2 separate regions of the Capsicum annuum genome follow, and region 2 is linked to region 1. A link is a contact called in public Hi-C data. All regions are on one chromosome and are shown on one strand. The core of a region is the stretch at or near the end of the contact, and the rest is flanking DNA. Distances in the headings are between cores, read along the strand shown. Region 1 has its middle 6.1 kb from the start of LOC107844142. Region 2 holds the start of LOC107844110 (serine/threonine-protein kinase BSK2).

Evidence for each region. A called contact is a pair of places that touch in the nucleus more often than the background predicts.
Region 2: a contact with region 1 is called in a Hi-C map of leaf, with 2.5 times the contacts expected there. The contact joins the promoter of LOC107844110 here to the enhancer-like site in region 1. A contact is called at or near these places in 3 of 5 Hi-C or Micro-C datasets (bud, leaf and placenta).

What each region holds. Positions count from the first base shown.
Region 1 is chr1:200,618,245-200,622,358 of UCD10Xv1.1, reverse strand. No RefSeq gene overlaps it. Among protein-coding and RNA genes, the nearest start is that of LOC107844142, 6.1 kb to the left of the region's middle. Within about 2 kb of position 2,173, at least 2 of the 5 cell types and tissues checked have an H3K27ac peak or open chromatin away from gene starts, as enhancers often do. A contact at or near this core is called in leaf, where this site is marked.
Region 2 is chr1:200,756,688-200,760,801 of UCD10Xv1.1, reverse strand. LOC107844110 (serine/threonine-protein kinase BSK2) reads right to left here and starts at 2,163. Exons shown (of 10, transcript XM_016688607.2): 1 at 1,729-2,163; 2 at 1,033-1,253; 3 at 550-685; 4 at 1-15. The coding sequence starts at 1,810.

The sequences.
Region 1 (4,114 bases), core at 924-3,423:
ATATTCTATCAGAATTTTTGAGATATTTGGATCTTATTTATGGAAGAGAGGAATAAAAGACTACGGAAAAGAAGAGGAAACGTAGTAAAACGTGTATTGATGTTAAATAAAACCCTGTAATAAAGGTAAAATCAAACTTTTAAATCATTAATAATTTTATAAACAAAATATGTCAACAAATACCACAAAATTAGGGATACTAGAGACCTTCCTTTCTTATCTCTTTTCCAAGGGAAAAGGGCTTCATATACCTCTCAACTTTGTAATTTTGAGTTGATATACCTTCATTAGAAAAGAGACTAACATATAACTCTGCCTTTACATCACTTTTCATCTGATAAAAGTGAAAAAATATTTTAAATTTATTTTTAATTTTTTTATCAAAATAAAATCCATATATATAATGTATCTTTTGTATATTCTACGTATACTTTAACATTTTTTCTTTGTACATATGACAATATCCACACTTTTTCCTCGACTTAGGTATTAAATTGGTGCTACATTTATCAGTGGGCTTAATGTGGATTTTTCTGGCCCAATGAACTTCCTTTGGACCACTTTTGCTTATTGGGCCTTAGGATTCCCATTTTTGAGAAAGGAAAAATTACCTAAAACCACAACATAACTATCTAAACTTCTAAGAATCCTCCCACTTTTTAAAAATTACTTAAATCCCAACATTTCATATTTTTACTATTTCTGAGATACAAGTTAACCCTACATGTATCTAATGTATGTATCTACTGTGATACAAGTTAATCACATTAGATACATGTATGTATCTAATGTGATTAACTTGTATCATCAGCGGTCAAATGTTGGAATTTTAGGAGGTTTTGAAAGATGTTGGGATTTTTAGTAATTAATGATAAACATGTCGGTATATATGTAAAATTTAATTTGAGAAAAGGGGTCTAAGTACACAAATAGCCATTGTCTCAGTAAGCTGAGTTACGTGAAGTGCTGTGGTTATCGATTCGATTTCATTTTCCATCTACATTTTGACATATTTATTTTCCACATTAGACTAGGCCGCACTAAGAAAAATAAATTTGGTATATACTTTTTTGGCATACATTAGGCTGAATAATTACATATAGCGCACCAAATTTCCATAATATCTACCTAAGTGCCACGCCAAGCTTACGCTATTAGTTTTCTTCTCATTTATATGATTTTTTTTGTCAAAAAATTCAAAATACAAAATTCAAAATCATAAATTAAACCTTGATTTAGAAATCCATTCATCATCTTAATAATAATGTTGAAATGTCCTTACGACTTAAGAGGGTTTGAAATATTTTAAAATGAAAAACGTATTTTCAAGAAAAGAAAAAGGGGAAAAGACATCACATCTTCATTTTAAAAATAAATAGTCCAAGTTTGATATTTTGTCCAAAAACAGTCAGTCGGTTATTTTATTTTCACATTATAGTCATTTTCTAACTATGGTCATTTTGACATAGGTAGTGCAGACACAGTTTATATATCATATTAATACAGTCCATATACAATACTAATACAGTTTTCAACTTGGACTATTAGGCCCTCTTTAAAAAATTTCAATTTTTTTTGCTATAACTTTTTAAACTGAAAAATATTCTGCTTTTTTTATTGTTTAAAAATAATAATTAAATATGATTGTATAAAAGCGGTATAATTATTATATAAGAATATGTATCTATATAATATATATGTATAGAAATTATATTGTTCTATCAAATATGTATATTTATAAAATATATAATAGAAAAATGTATAAAAAGTGTATAAAAATTATATAATTATTGTATAAAATGTGTAAAAAAATTATACAATTATTGTATAAATTATGTATTGAAACTATATAATTTTCATATAGAACATTTATATGTATAAGATATATATAGAAATTGTATAAAATATGTATAAAAATTATATAGAATAAACCGATAAATTAAAATTACTAAAAAATAAAATTTGAATTTCATTGTCATTTTCTTGAAATTAATTCGGCCGAGTGGCCATTTGTCTCCTTTTCCCAAAGAAAAAAGTGATGAGCAACTATAATCTCTACTCTTGCATTATTTTTTATTTAGTTTGAAAAGATTAGTGAGATTATGAAATATACAAGTGTATTTATGGATGACCTCTTATGACAAGTGACATCCAAGTTGGCCAAATAATTGAGGAATCTACACAAGTGCCGTAATACACACACTACAAAATTTGGCAATGGGACTCTCTACCACTCATATTATACTACTAGTATTAAAATACTTCCTCGTTAAAGAATGACCTACTTTCCTTTTTAATCCATTTAAAAAAGAATGATTTATTTTCTTTTTTAATAATTTTTAAATTTTAACTTTTCACATGACATGTTTAAAGACCACAAAATTGAAAGATATTTTGGTACATTTGACATATCTTTAATTTAACACCATAAGATTCAAAATTCTTCTTTATTTTCTTTAACTCCGTGCTAAGTTAAAATAGGTCATTCTTTTTTAAACGGAGGAAGTAACTTTTTAGGACACTAGCCAGTACGGCCCAAATTAATTTGTGTATTTGCTCAGAATGTTATATACTAAGTATTATAGTAAGTACTATTTTATTTTTCTCACTGCTATTATTTTATCAACAAATATAATAGGCATAATATATAAATATGTCATTTAACTTGGATACTATTATTATACCACGTAGGACGAGCATGTCTAGCACATAAAAAGTTGAAAGCCGATATTAATATAGATGTAAGTTAACGCCAAATTAAATGATACGTTTATGTATTATGCCCAATTAATATTTACTATTTTAGTTTTCCTTTATTTTTTCCCAACATGTACCACCTACCATATGCAACAGGAGGCCTCCGAGAGTCTGTCATTCTTAATTGGAAAAAATACATACAGTAACATACTTAAATATTAAATTATAAAAAATAGCAACACTTTTATTAAATTATATTTTGTAGTATATGTATTTATATATATTTGTATTTTTATAGCAATAATTTGTAAAAATTTAAAATATATATCGATCATAAGGGCAGTAAAAATCATATATATTTGTATTTTTGTAGCAACAGTTTACAGAAATATAAAACACAACTGACTATATTATATAATTATGAAACTGTTGCTATGAAACTCATAATTAAGGGGATAAATACCCTATTTCTGAATTTTGCCCTTCTTAATTTTAGGTCAAATCAACACTAGTGATGGGCTGTAGCCTGTGTACGTAGTTTGCCATTTTCAAGAACTATCCTGCAAAATATCTGAAGAAAATGCTAAAGTCAATATAATATTCCCATATTATTCTTGTAGTCTATAGTCTATACACTTCAACAACACTGCGGCAAATATCACATGCCAGATACTAACAATTCGTTAAACCGGTTTCTAACATCCTTTAGGCCATAAAAATTAGTATTTCCTTATTTATAAAATAATTTTAAAAATTTTATTTCATTTGATCATGAAAAATTTAAATTAAATTTAAAATTGTATTTCAAATCTTGTTTTAGACTTATTTTCCATTTCCAAAGTTGTATTTAAGTACCTAACATTATTTCAAATACTCTACACAAAACAAATATAGTGAAACAATACTTGCTTATTCAATAATTTTAAATATAGTAAAAAATATTTAGAATCTACGGCTATACACTTACTAAATTTCGGCTTACTTCATTGGTTGATTATATATAGTATTCCTACATTATTCATGCAGTCTATATATAGTCTATACACAACTCTGTGCATGTATCACAGTGCCAGTGCTGCAGCTAATACTAACAATTCTTTAAACTAATTAATCTCTATCCACTCGTTTGCCCATATAATTATTTTTTATTATAATATTTATTTTATTTAAAATTAATATTTGATCATGAAAATTTATATCCAACATGAAGTTGTATGTCAAATTTGAAAAATAAAATATAACCTACTTTTAAGTTACTATTCACCTTTGAAGTTGTATCTAGATACACAACGTTATTTCAAATTTTAAATAATTTTCTTTGCAAAAAATATAATCAAACATAATTTTTTTTTTTAATTTCAACTCCATAAATTTCTAATAAAATAAAAAATTATCGAGAATTTTATGGCTATGAGCC
Region 2 (4,114 bases), core at 914-3,413, 140 kb before region 1:
CTGGTTGTTTCTCCCCTGCACCACCAAAAGACATGCATGCTAATACGAGACCTGAATGTTTAGTCATTAAAATACAGAACTGCTCGGAAATCTAAAATTAATTTTATCATCTTGCAAGATGTTGTGTATGTGCTTAAACATGTATATAGAGCAGAAGATACCAATACAAAGCAAGTGAAGGAACTCTGGAGATTGGAAGTTATGGAAGGCGTTAACAGTATGCATCTATAAAGACAACATTTTTTGGGGCAAATTGAACAATTAAATGTCTGCTAACTCTAGAATAAGCTGTAATACAAGCCAACTCCCAGGAGTCGTTTGCTAGGGCGTACAAAAATAGCGTTGAATAGGGTATATTAGTAATGTTGGTATTAGTTATGTTGGCATTAGAGATCCAAAGCAGTATCATTGGGCTAATTATATATACATCCATCACCTAATTAGGTAAAGGGAGAAACTCGGTATTGGACTATTGAACTAGCATAAAAAAGATGGTTTTCCCTTTGCAATTCAACATTTAAAAGTTCCAGGCAAAAGACCAAAACATACAGTGGAAGAGATGCTTTGAGAGAGTATCATTAGGCATGTATTCTGCAACCAATAGGCGTTCATCTCCCTCTGCACAACAACCAATTAGATTCACCAATCTCTTATGCCGAACCTTGCCAACTCCAGCTGCCTCTGCCTGCAGTACATGAGTAGGACTAAACCAAATGTTTGTAGAGATCAAGTAACTAACAGAACAGCAAAGATACTTTGATATTTGGAGATCTACCGCTTACTAGTAACTTACATGCATATACACAAAGTTTTACAAACTTAATTGCATTAGAATCGTGATATTAACTAATACTGAGTGTTTTGGGAACTGGACAACCAAATGAGAACATGTTGTTCAGTTACCAATCACTGTGTCTCGATGAACTCATATTGAATTTAGAGCACAAGTTACTCTAAACCTTTCTCGCTCACCAATAATAATGGCTAAAAGGATCAAAACTATATAATCCACGGACTTATAATCAGATTTACCACAAACTGTTGAGCGTCAGGCCACGACTGTCTAGAGAATCGCTTGATGGCAACTAGCCTGTTGCTACGAAGCTTCCCTCTGTAGACAACGTTGGGAGCTTTCTCACCACTTTCAGAAACTATTAATTCGCTACTAAAGCCATTTGTAGCTGCTCGAAGTTCGGCAAGATTAAATTCCTTGAATGCAGGCACTTGATCTTGGTCTACTTGATCCCCATTAGCTTCATCAACAACACAGGCAAATAAAATAAAGAAACTGATTAACAAAGTCATTAACCACAAAAATTACATTGCAAATATTTTCACAAATACTCAAACCTGAGTATCTTAGATCATTAATTTCAGTATTAACAAGAAACCCTATATAGAAATATAAAAAAAAAAAAAGGAAAATAACAGAAATAAACCAAATAAATCTTGGGTTAAATTCAATGAATGGAAAAAGAAGCAGCAGAACATGATGACAACAATGAAATATTCCACAAAATTCACGGATCAGAACTTCCACTCTGAGCTAAAAAAAACAAGAAATAACAATACAGTTGGAAGAAGCAGATGAGGAAACAAACAAAAAAGGAGGGGGACAAATGAAGTAGAACCCAGATCAAAGATTAAACATGCAATCAAGAAAAACCCAAAAACCAGCAAGTACACACACAGTACAATACCAATAAAATTAAGTTAAATGAAGAATACCAAGATCTGTTTTTGAGTCATCTTGAGAAGGTTCTTTATCAGGGGACTGAACATTTGCAGTTTTGGACTGTAAACAGCCCATATTTCATCAGCTCACATAGACAAAAATGCACACTTACAAACAGTTTCTTTAACTCAAACCTTCAAGAATCAAGAAAGTTTGAACCTTTAGTAGCTAATGAGTAGTGGAAAATGGATAACAAGAAGATAGTTAGTAGTAATGATTAGTGAAAGTAAAGGTGAGAACAGAAAAAGGAAAGAGAGGCCGCCAAAGAAGGGGACGCCGAGAATAGAGGGGTTTAGTCACATGATCAGCACGTGAAGAGAGAGAACAGTGGAAGAACAACAACGTGGTTGGGGGAGTGGGAGTGGGACTTGGGGAGTAAATGCTTTGTAAGTAGCAGTAATGAAGTGTTAAAAAGAACATTAAAGGTTACTTCACGTTGGACTGCTATTTCTTTATTCTTAATTAGAATTCTTCAATTTAAGCTCATACATTATTGTGTATTTTTATATTTTTTATTATATTTATTATCTATTTTGAACTAAAAGTTTACCGTAAATAACCTTTTTACTCCAATATAAATATCAAACAATTGAGTGAAGAACAACAATAATAAATTCAATGTATTTCCACATAGTAAGGTCGGAGGAGGATAAGGTGTACGCAGTCCATACTTCTACCTCTAAAGAAGTAGAAAGATTATTTCCGATAGACCCTCGGCTCGAGATACGAAATACTACACAAATACATAGTAAAGCATGGAACAAGATGGCATAACATAAATACGACACCCACAAATAATAGAAAATAGAAAAAAGTAAACAGATTCGTAATAAAGTATGAAACAAGGTATCATAACAAGAATAATACCCCACCAAGTAATTTCCTACACTAGTGACCCAAACTGATCCTAACCTTCTGTCTTAATTCACGCCCTCCAGATTTTCCTATTCAGGAAATTGAGTGAAGAAGAGAAGGAAAAAAAAAGTAGTGTTATTTGAGAGTATATAGTACTTGGTTCTTTTTCACATGATACTGTTGCAGCAGACTGTACGAGAGACGTGTAGGCGGCACCAGACTGAGGTAAAAAAACTTTGCAGAGCTTTACCCTTTTTAATGCTAAGGTACTCAATTACAAAGGCAACAAAGTAAAAGAAAATAGTACTGTACAAACTCGTTAAAGTGGCAGCGTTATCGAAATATTTTTAACTTTACGTAGATTCGGTAGCAATTTTGAGTTAATACTAGAATAATATCATTATTCACGTTAATTCCGAACCGACTTTCTAAATCGGTGATCTGCTCCTTTCTCTTAATTAATTTTTTTTCAAGATATTCTATTCAGACATTGCTATTTAATTTATACTTATTTTTTATTTTCGTTTTGCCAATCTATGATCTAGCCACTTTAGAACAACTTCATATATATGCATGTCTGAAATTACGTATGATTAAAGTTTAAACATTTCGATTTGAAGAAGTTTTATTTTCTTGGTATTTTGTTTAAAGTTTAAAGTTTTATTATATAGAAGCAATGATTTTGATATGCCTAGTTGCTTGCTCCTCTAATTCAATTATATATGCTTGAGCTCCATGTAAAAACAAAAAAAACTTTAACCGTATGAACTTTTAAATATTTTATCAACAAATCTAGTTTCAAACTCCGAACGTCTCACTTTATTTTGGAAAATATAAACATGACTTTTTACAAATAGTATAATAATAGTCTACTTGAATGATGATGTCAATATCAAGGTATCTATGAACTTTCTGCCAGCAACCCAACAATTATTTGAGTATCATTAATTATTATGGGGTTTGAGATAAGTCAGCGAGCCTATACCATGCAAACAGATCCATCCTAACTAACTATGTTCATATTTGAGATATATACTTTCTGACTTGCTAATGCTGGAGATAAGGCTCCTTTATTCCTTTCAGTTATCTCATTTCATTAGGTAGTTGCAAATTAGTGTTTCTTTTTAGTAGAATTGAAGTTGTTCGTGACTTAAAAGAGAACGTGTTACGTCTTAACTTTCGGGTAGGTGTTGAACGTATGTGTCACAATCCGAGGCTATCCCCTAATTGTAACACGGTGCTTAGAATTACAAGTTATCCCAAGCTATTTCATGTACTGAAATGGTACCTGAGTAACTGATTTAAAATGTATGTACAAGCTAAATATGATGAGTGGTAACATAATCATGAGAAAATTTGTATAATTATAAGAGAAAAGACATTTTTTTACCCCTGAACTTGTTCTCCAAACTCACTTTAGCACTTAAACTTAACTTCCGTTTATTTACCCTCTTAACATCTTTAAAGTGAATTATTTCAACCCCTTAACAACCCCCGTGTAAACAAGCATTGTTGGGCGCGTAA